Linked DNA regions of Mus musculus: region 2 is linked to region 1. A link is a contact called in public promoter capture Hi-C data. All regions are on one chromosome and are shown on one strand. Each heading gives the region's core, a stretch centred on a gene start, on an enhancer-like site or on the middle of the called end of the contact. The rest is flanking DNA. Distances are from core to core; before and after follow the strand shown.

Region 1 (5,308 bases), core at 2,024-4,523:
GATTTCAAGCCCTGGAAAAGGAAAGGCAGTTTGAAAGACTAATCAGAGTTATTTGTGCTCCCCAGCAGGGGTCTGCTGCCCTAATTACCACATGGGAATGTAAATTATCTAAACAACTCAAGGAGAAAAAAAAAAAACGGTCCTTAGGATGAGGATCCACTCCCTGCCTTCTTCTTCACGTCCTTCCCTGGATTCTTGCTTGCCAACCTCACTGGTAATGTCCCAAGTGCAGTGGCAGTGGGGGAGGGGTGGGGGAGAAGAGAGTTCTGGGACAGACTGTCTCAGCTCCTAGCAGCTTAGCTAGGACAAGTTGAATGGAGCGGTGGCAACTGACCAGCTGGTCAAGTGCTTGCTTTACAGATCCAAGGACTTCAGTTTACCCCCCAGAACCTGTATAAAAAGCTGGGCATGGGGGCATGTACCACGAGCTGTACCCTTAAGCTGTGAGCCAGAATAAACCTGTTCTCCCTTAAATGCTCCTGTCAGACTATTTTATCATGTTAACAGGAAAATAAACAAAACAAGACAACCTAAGGCAGTACACTGTAAAAGGAGGATCAGGGCCTCAGAATATAGCCCAGGAGCCCAGGGCTCCTGCAAGGCTCTTAATTCAATCCCAAGCACCACAATGAATGAATGAATGAATGAATGAATGATGAATGAATGAATGAATGAATAATATAAAATTAAAGATAAAAAGAAGGCTCAGACAAAATTAAAAATGACAACAGTGTTTATTTTAAGAAAAGATGTGTATACTTTTATGTTAGTATGAGTCTTTTGTTTGCATGCGTGTATGTATGTGCACTGTGTGCATGCCTGCTACACTCAGAGGCTAGAAGCGGACATTGGATTCCCTATACCCGGAGTTAGAGACAGTTCTGAGCTGCCATATGTGTGCTGGGCACTAAACCTAGTTCTCTGCAAGAATAGCCTGTACTCTTAATCACTGAACCATCTCCCCAGCCCCACCACCCAGGCACGTTCCTTTGTCTACTTTCTATTTGATAAACTTCTGCTCCCAGTCTCTTCCTTCCCTTTCTCCACTTCCTCCTCTTTATTGTTTCCTTTTGGAGATAGTGTCTGCTATACCCAGGCTGGCTTCCAACTTGCTATCTCACTCTGCCGAGGGTGACCTTGAACTTCTGACTCTGTTGCCTCCATCTCCCAACTGCTCCGGATCACAAGCTTGTACCACCACAGCTGGCTTGTGCATTCCCGGAGATCAAGCCGAGGGGGTTCTTGAATGCTTAGCAACAGTTTGCTAGCTGAACTAAATCCCCAGACCTCTTCCTTCTGTTGCTGCCATGTGAGCTACTGGAAGAGGAGCCCAGAAAGCACAGAGGCCCTGTATTTCCTTGGTCTGAGCACCATATCGGGGTCAACGAATGGCTGTCCCTGCTTTAACTGTTACTGTTCTGTCCCGTGCTCCCGCGATGGCAAATTGGCCAGAACCACACCCACATTAGCTGCTTTTTTTTCATCCTTTTTCTGGTCAAGTCTATTTATAGGTACCCACTTCACAGCCTTTGTCAATTTGCTGTACACAGGAATGCTAGAACCCCCACCCCCCCCACCACACACACACACACACACACACACACACACACACACTTCTTTGGCATGCTTTTTCAAGAGAGTGGCAGTGCTCTGCAAATACTTTCTTGCTTATCAGCTAAATACACACAGAGGAGGAAGATCAGTAAGTCGCTTTCTCTTTCCAGCCTGGCTGCTTGTGATTGTCATGGATTCAAGCCTGTGCAGAGACCTGGTTTGCAGGTCACAGGGTCTGGGCACAGGCAGACGTGAGTGAAAATCTCAGCCAGGGCAGATGGGTCCCAGCACCCTTTTTCTTAGAAATAGAAACCCATTGTCTTCCGTTTGTGTAATTATCATTTACTACACCCAATAGGGGTCTCAAGCCCTTCACATCTACTTGGATTTATTTTATGTCGGAGTGAAAGTGACTTTATGACCCAGTTACCATTAATGTGACTTATTGCATTATGTTTGAGAGGAGGAGGAGGAGAGAAGACATTCTGATGAGGGGAGGTCGGCCAGCCGGCCTCATGCTTTGCCCCCAGAAGAGAGGAGACAGACTCTGCTCCATTGTTAGATCTCTGAAACCCTGGCGACCAGCTGTTTGTTTCCTGATCATATAATCCTCTTCCAGATGTGCGTTGTCTTAGGCCTGTGCAAGTGATACCAGGGCGCAGGTGGTGATAGTTCTCATGGAAGCAATTTTGAGTTCAGAAGATGTGAGCATCAAAGGACTGTGAGAAATGACGAGCCACCTCATTCCAGTGTTGCGGTCCTTACATGACAGTTGTTGGAGGAGAGACTGTTTTAGTGTCTGACCCAGGTTCCCAAAAGAGCAAGGTTCGGGGAAGCTAGAAGGGCAACCTGAAATTCACAGGAGTGCTGGGCGCAGCCTCGGCTGGCCGCCCACCTGGAGCGTGTCCGCAGAGTGAATTTCAGAACCGCTGGGCGGACAGCTCCTCGGAGCCGGGCGCGGCTGCGCAAGGGGCGGGCCAAAGAGCACGGAGCACCGGGACCCGCCTCCCTCCCCACGCCGGCGAGCGGCTATGAGCTTATGGGCGGGGCTCCTCGCGACTGACTGCCCTAGCGTCACGCCCCGAGGAGGCAGGGCGACCTGCTATCCCCGCCCCCGCGAGGCCGGCGCTCTCTATTGGCCAGCAGCTGAAGGTGCTGGAGGCGGGCCCGGTCCACGGCTCGCGCCCGGGAAGGTCGGCGGCGCAACGCGGTTGCCGCGGGGAGGGTGCGCGGGGACGCGACGGGGCCGGGCGCGGCGGAGACGCAGCGGGTGGGGGCGGCGGCGGCTCTGGGCAGCGGCTGAGTCTCTTCCCGCCGCGGCCGCAGCCAGCGGCGCCCGAGCTCCAAGGCGCATCCCGGGCGCGCGGCCCGAGCGGCCAAGACGGCGGGCCGGCCGGGCGCGGGGCGGCGCGCGCTGTGCTGCGGGCTGCGCTGGTGGGGAGCCACGGGCCGCGGCGGGGGTCCCGGGCCCGGCGTGTGCGGCTGGGAGGCGCTGTGGGGTGTGGGCGCGCGGGCGGCGGCCGGGGCTATGGCCGAGGGCGGTGGGGGCTCACGGAGGAGGGCTCCGGCGCTGCTGGAGGCAGCCCGTGCACGCTACGAGAGCCTGCACATCTCGGACGACGTGTTCGGCGAGTCGGGCCCGGACAGCGGCGGGAACCCCTTTTACAGCACCTCCGCAGCCTCACGCTCCTCCTCGGCCGCCTCCTCGGACGATGAGCGTGAGCGCCCCGCGCCTCCGGGGACCGCCCCGCCATCCTACGCCGCGGATCCCTTGGAACTCGAGGAGGACGAGACCGGTGGGGGCTGGAGCGCCGTGCTGAGGGATCGCCCGTCCCCGCGCTTCGAGGACACCGGTGGTGAGGATCGACCGGGGACACTGGGGTGCAGGGACACACAGGGCGCGGTCTGAAGGCTGGAGCACGGGCCAGACTGGTTCCAGACACACCCGACCTGCACCTGTGTGTTTCTGGAAACAGCTGGTTTGGGGAGCAGGGATTAAACAGAGAGGGTCCTACTGCACAGGATGGTGGTCCCAGGTTTCTCGTGGGTGGAGACCAAGCCAGCAGCACTTTGCCAGAGGCTTTCGGTCGTCTGGCAGTGTCACACCTGTGGGGTCAGTAAAGTATGGCTCTTTTGGTGGAGGGGATCCAAACGCCTGGCACGGCTGAGGCTGAGTCCTTTGCAGTACGCAGGATCTAGGTGTCAGGGGTCAGGCCAGTCGCAGCTGAAGCACATAGAGAGCCCAGAGCCAGAGCATATCAGCATCTTCACTGCTCTCTGTTTTCCCGAGAAACTTCCTGTGGTGCCAGTCGATCTCTAGCTGAGCACCGGAAGGAGCCAAGGGTGATTCCACTGCGTTAGGGAGTGTTAGTCCGAGTTACTTTCAAGGTGTGTAGACCAGACTCAGATTATCCGGAGGCGACTGGAGTTGAGCACAGCCACCCTGCTACTCTGAGCCCTCAGCTGTTGGCTTCTGCAGAGTCTAAAATAGTGCTGCTTTGCAGCAGCTTGGTCAGCTTCTGCTTTCTGAGATGTGGAAACTGCTTTCCCATATGATCCTCAGTGCTGCTGTTCAGGCTCCATGGCTTCCTAGCAGCCAGATGTTACACCATATATTCTGTGAAGTGCACACAACCAGTGTGAATGGGCACCAAGGAGTGCCCCTTTGCATAGTCTCTCTCTCTCTCTCTCTCTCTCTCTCTCTCTCTCTCTCTCTCTGTGTGTGTGTGTGTGTGTGTCACTCACACACACACACACACACTTTGGGCAGTGTACATGACACTATAGCTATTGTTCCTCAAGATTGCAGGTGCACAGGAGGTAGGCTCCAGGGCCTGGGTATGGAAACGTAGCTGCAGGGAGCTGGCAATGGGAAAGGTTGGCCCAGCCCTGGAGGGAGTGTTCTGCAACCTTGCCAGGCTGCGGTGTGGATGGGCAAAGTTGCATCTGGATTGGAGGGTTACCATCACCATGCAAGGTTCTAAGTGGGTACATTTTAAAACCCAACCATTTGGCTGTGGTTTATGGTACTCTAAATTGTCCTCCTATATGCCACCCTTCATTTCCCAGTGTGCCTTAAAGGCCTCCTGCCCTGGACAGCTGCTTTCCATATTGGATGTTGGGATTGTACCAGCCTGGTGCCCTGGTTTGTCAGTCTTCGTGCTGTGAGCCTTTGTGATCCTGTGTTGATCTTGCAGCACTTAAGATGCCTACTGTAGATGTCTACAGAGGAGAATTCGGCAAAGCTGAGGTCACAGGGCAAAATAGGGATGTCGTGCTGGGCTTAGTTTAGATGAAGGGTCTGGTATTGAGAAGGGTAAACACACAAAAGCGATTTAACCAGAACTTTCTTTCTTAGTAATGTATAAGTCAAGATGTTCAGAAGCAAAGCCCTCTGTCCACTGTTCACTCTGTCCACTCCCAGCCTGAAGTCCAGGATTGCCTGCCACTGGCATTAGGGTCATATCCTCCTTTCTGATAGTGCCACTGAGTTTGAGCCTGTTCCTGAGAGTCACTCAGAGGTTCCTTAGGCAAAGGCATTAGCGGCTATTTGCTGGTATTTGTGGCCAGTGTTGCTTTTCTGCTTTAGGAGCGATCCTCTCGTTTAAATTTAGATCTACTTTAGAATTTCCTCTGTGGTACCCGCTACCCAAGGGAAACACGGGGAAAGGGGAGAGGGACAGAGTTGATGGCTTGTTGAGCCCAAGGAAAGTGATTTATCAGAGCTTAAAATAGATTCCTGATTTCCAGGTTG
Region 2 (4,930 bases), core at 1,004-3,503, 1.3 Mb before region 1:
TGCCCATGACACTTCCAGGGCTGGCCACCATGGAACTCCAGGTACTGGGAGACTCCTTGTCTCAGGGAAGAGAGCCACAGAGCAGGACATCAGATGTCCCCGTTTGGCCTCTGCACAGACCCATGGACCACATGCACTCATACAGAGAAGAAATGTTCCCAAGAAGTACAGAGGCCAGGCTAGAGACACCCCACCCCCACCCCTGCAGAAACAAAACACCAGTACCCAACTCTGGACAGAGGCCCCTGGGCACCAGACAGGGTGACGACATCGAATCCTATCCTCTTCCCTTCCTGCCTGACTTCTTGTGTGTAAAATCCATCCACGGGCAGCCCGGAGGACTGCAGGACCTCGATGGCTTTCTGGATCAAGGTTGTTTTGCCAACCCCTGAAAGAGACAAAGGAAGAAGAGGGGTCAAGAAGTTTTACCTTGTCAAGCCCATCTGGCCTGCAAAAAAGCAATAGCTGCAAACAGGACGGGCTGCAAATGTCACTGCCTGCCAGATTGCTCCAGGTGTGAGGGATTTTCCACCCCAGCAGAGGCAGGCGGCGGCATGAAGTTTACTTACTTCTAATGCAGTCCCAGGACATATCTGGGACCTCCTTCACTCCTAGATTTACCCTCTGTTCTGGTTTAAATCTAAAGCATCCCTCCAGCCACTCTTGTGTCTGATCAGGCAGATGGTACTGTGTGGGGAGGTCGTTAAGCCTTTATAGGGCATGAAGCCTGGCTGTGAAGGTGGGTCAGTGGTGGTGGGCCAGAGGGTTGCAGCATAATCCTTATGGATTTTAAGCAAAAGTATGTATGTGCCAACAGCAGATGTTTGTGGCCTAGAACAATAAGGAACAAAGGTCCCACACTTAGCTCCTGAGGGTGGAGTTCCCTGGGGCTACCCCCGCTTTTTGTCTTTTATTATTTACATCCCAAACACTGCACACATACACACACCCCACCACCAACAAAAAGCCTGTCACTTTAACATTTCACTTTAGCTCTCATACCAAGCAGGCAGCACTTTTATTATAAGGGGAGGGGAGTATATTTATGGGCCAGCAAGACGGCTCAATGGGGCAACAAGAACCAACTCCTCAAAGTTGTCCTCTGACCTCCACACCTGCGCACACACTCACATACGTAAATAAATGCAACTTTCAAACTCCATATATCCGTATTTCCAAACAGACAACACACAGCAGCCCAAGAGCTCTTGACCCAGAGGCTATCTCCTCACAGGGATTGTTATGTTAAAAACAGCTGAGCAAGCCAGACAGTGGTGGCCCATGCCTTTAATCCCAGCACTTGGTAGGCAGAGGCAGGTGGATTTCTGAGTTGGGGCCAGCCTGGTCTACAGAGTGAGTTCCAAGACAGCCAGGGCTACACAGAGAAACCCTGTCTCAAAAACCAAACCAAAAAAAAAAAAAACCAGCTGAGCAAAGCCCCCTCTGAGATGACTTACAGATGCTGGTCAATATTTAGGAAGAGGCTGAGAGGCAGTGGTGCTGACAAAGGGTGCTTTCTTTTTAAAAGTCTCGCTAACTTGCTGGAGAGGGGCTTAGAAAGCCAAACCCTTTGGGATGTTAGTGAGACACACTGGAGTGGGGCCTGTAGCGCAAGGGGCGAAGCATTACTAACTCTTGAGACAGGAGGCAGGGGTGTAGAGGTGCAAATCCGGGACTGACAGTACTCCCAGGTTCTCCTCGGGGAGGAGGGGAAAGCCTGTGAGTCCGGTGTTCACTAAACCTCTTATGAACATAGGTATTGATGATGGCTCCGGGTGAACCCTACAGCAGGAAGCTGGGGACCCAACTGCACCCTGATTTCAAATGCAGGGCATGCTGTGCAAGGCCGGCGCGCCTCCAACTGCGGCCCCCTGCTCCTCCCCAAAGCCTCTGCCTGTTCAACTGACTCTAAAGTCTACAGAGTACACCTGGGCCTCAGTGGCGCGAGACCCGGGTGACAACCGGTCCTTGGGGACATGTAACCGGTGCTCCCCAGTCCTCCTGGCCTTCCCTCTCGCCGGGTTGCGATACACCAAGCCAGGCCGGAGACCGGACAGAGGTCCAGGCGCTCTACCTCCCCGCCAAGTCCCGCAGGCTCTGGGTCACCTGGAGGCCCGGTGAGGAACACGTGCCGCGACATGTGCGTGGGGGTCTGGGTGCGGGGTGGTCCAGAGCGGGGCGGTCGGGGGTCAGAATGGGCGGCCAGGCTCCACCCCTTACGCTGAAGGCCACGCCCCTGTCGGCAGGGAAAGCACCGCCCCGCCCCGTGGTCGCGCATGCGTTTCCAACGCTCCCCCCCCCCCCTTCCCGACACACAAGGCGCACGCGCATTCTTCCCTACTCCTGGTGCTATGTGGCAGTGGCTGGCTGTAAGGTCTGGGAACAGTCCTATGTGCCAGACTCACGTGAGGTGTCTGCACGGATGCATTCGTGGAAATTCCAGATACTTGGCCGTTGCTACTTAAGTATCTGAGTTCTGTCCCTGAGACCCTCACCTCAGGCTGCAAGTGAGCTCCTATGTAGCAATAGAAACCCTCCTTGAAGGAGCAGCCGTTGGTGGGATTTGAACTCCGTGTACAATGTTCACTTGGCTGCGGAGCAGTCAGCTGGAGAACAGCTAACCTCAATTTATCCTGGCCTCCACCTCCCGAGATGAATATCTGAGACAAGGTAGTAAGAGTCTAAAGATCTGATTAAGCTTTTTTATTGCAACCTGGAAGTAGAAGGAGCTTCCAGTGACCTGACCTGAGCGGCAGAAACGGCAGAAAGAGTTGTGGAAAGCAGAAACAAGAGCAAAAGCGAGGCTTCTCTCCGCAGAGTTCTCCCCTTCCATTGCTGAAAAAGAACTTCCTCACTGACTTCATTCAGCTGACTGGGACGCCCATGCTCGGGGGAAACTAGCCCAAAACAGTTTTTTCAAAGCCAGTTTGATGGTCATCTTAGTGATAGTGCCTTGATTCCATTTTGGCCCGATCTGGACTGCTAGGGGCTCACACAGCAGCTTGGCCCAAAGCGATGGCCTCCTTTAGACTGGAGTAACTGGCATTGGTCCGGAGAACTTGAACCTGTTTGCAGGAGGTTTTCAAGCTTGCCCACGTTGCAGACCTCTGATGCAGGCGGACTTCCTATCCCCAGCCATGCACCGAATCCCTCATCTCTGCTCCATACCTCCACACTTGTCTATCAACCCACAACTGCCTTACCCAGAGAAAGTGGATCCTTACCTCAGTTAGCCTCGAGACTCATTCCACCAGCAAATGAAGTGGCAGTGGCTTTTGCCCGCGATGTACCTGTAGACCCTTCTAGTCGAGCATGCGTGCAGTTGGGCTTGTGCTCAGTCACCCTCCATTCTGGATGAGAAAGCCATTTCCAGGAATCCTTACCTTTAATTGGTTTGCGAATGTAATATACATACACACATTCACACACACACACACACACACACACACACACACACACACACACATTTTTGGACTCCTTTCAGCAGGCAATATATGCCAGTTTAACAGCTCAGTTTCCTGCTGTTTAAATCACCTAAAAAGATTGGCAAGCCACACCTGCCACTGTCATCTCAGTGTTGTTTATAGCCCTGTGTTACTCTAATGGAGTATTATTACTTCTTATCCCAATGGGTAACTTGCCTTCCGCATCTTGCACCTGCATGGACTCAGAGAATGGCTGATGTAAGCAAAGCAAACCCATGGGAGAACCTTACACAGAGAGACAACATGTATAGAATCCTAAGTGCTTCTTGTATCCAGAATATTCATTTTAAATATTAACCCTCTAGAATTTTCCATCGCTGGCAAGGGGACTGGAATTGTAAGGCGTTCTGGGAGTTGGGTTGTTTTCGGTAGCTCAGAGACAGAATCGACATAGAGAATCAATACCGGAGGAAACAAAGAAAATGTCTACATCGATCTGCTTGGCCTTGGGCACTCTCCCTCTTCCTCTCCTTCTCTCTTTTTAAGACAGGATCTTTTCTGTAGCCCAGGTTAGCTCAAGCTTCTCCTGCCTCAGCTTCCTCAGTGTTGGGATTACAGTCATTCGCCCCCAAAACAAGTTAGATGGAAATCCTTCATCCATTAAAAGAAAAAAAATGAGATGACAGTAGTATGTTCACTATATGATAATTCATTGAATGAGTGCTCACTTGGTACAATTTCCACGAAATAACAACATAGTTTCAATGATTTATATGTAGTAAATTAGCATCAAAGGGTCACAGCAAGTGAGTACAATACTGATTTCAAATTTGGTTATCTTGACTCGTGTGTGTGTGTGTGTGTGTGTGTGTGTGTGTTCATGCATATATGTAATTGTGTGTACAAAAGCCACAGGACAGCCTCTGGTGTCCCTAGGGAACCATCTACCTTGTTTTTGAGACAGTCTCTCGCTGGCCTGGAGCTTGCCAAGTAGGGAATCTTCCTGTGTCTGCTTCCCCAGGCTTGGGATTATAAGTGCACAACACTGCATCTGACTTTCTAATATGGATTCTGGGGGATTGAACCTCAATCCTTGTGTGTGCAAGACTTTGTCATTCCATCTAATCAGGGTGCTATGGGGTGGACATGTACCATCCCCAAAGGATGTATGAACACCCCACCACACACAATCTGTGAAGGTGCCAAGACATGCGACCAAGGAAAGTGATCAGTTTGGGAGAGTGGAGCCCTCATGAATGCAACCAGGAAGTCTCTAAAGCCTGATAGGATGCTGCCCACCAGGGCAGGCTTACTTCCCGTCTCCAGTCCCACCTAATACAAAAAAGCTTCCAGAGTGAACAGAAAAGGACCACAGAGAGCAGTCTGATCTTAGAGACCCTGTGTTCTTTGGGATTATGGGGAAGGAATGTTTGTTGTTGCATGTTGTAACAAGGAGTAGGCTCTTTGTTACAGTAGCCTGAGCTGAGACACAGTCTTGAATGAGA

What was found. Promoter capture Hi-C pulls out the DNA fragments that hold promoters and counts their contacts.
Region 2: a promoter capture Hi-C map of embryonic stem cells shows a contact between it and region 1, with 2.8 times the contacts expected there. The contact joins the promoter of Ntpcr here to the promoter of Pgbd5 in region 1. A contact is called at or near these places in 2 of 39 promoter capture datasets (embryonic stem cells and liver).

The regions. Positions count from the first base shown.
Region 1 is chr8:124,431,901-124,437,208 of GRCm38.p6, reverse strand. Pgbd5 (piggyBac transposable element derived 5) reads left to right here and starts at 3,273. Exons shown (of 7, transcript NM_171824.2): 1 at 3,273-3,410.
Region 2 is chr8:125,731,526-125,736,455 of GRCm38.p6, reverse strand. Ntpcr (nucleoside-triphosphatase, cancer-related) reads right to left here and starts at 2,253. Exons shown (of 5, transcript NM_025636.5): 1 at 2,107-2,253; 2 at 226-388. The coding sequence starts at 2,140.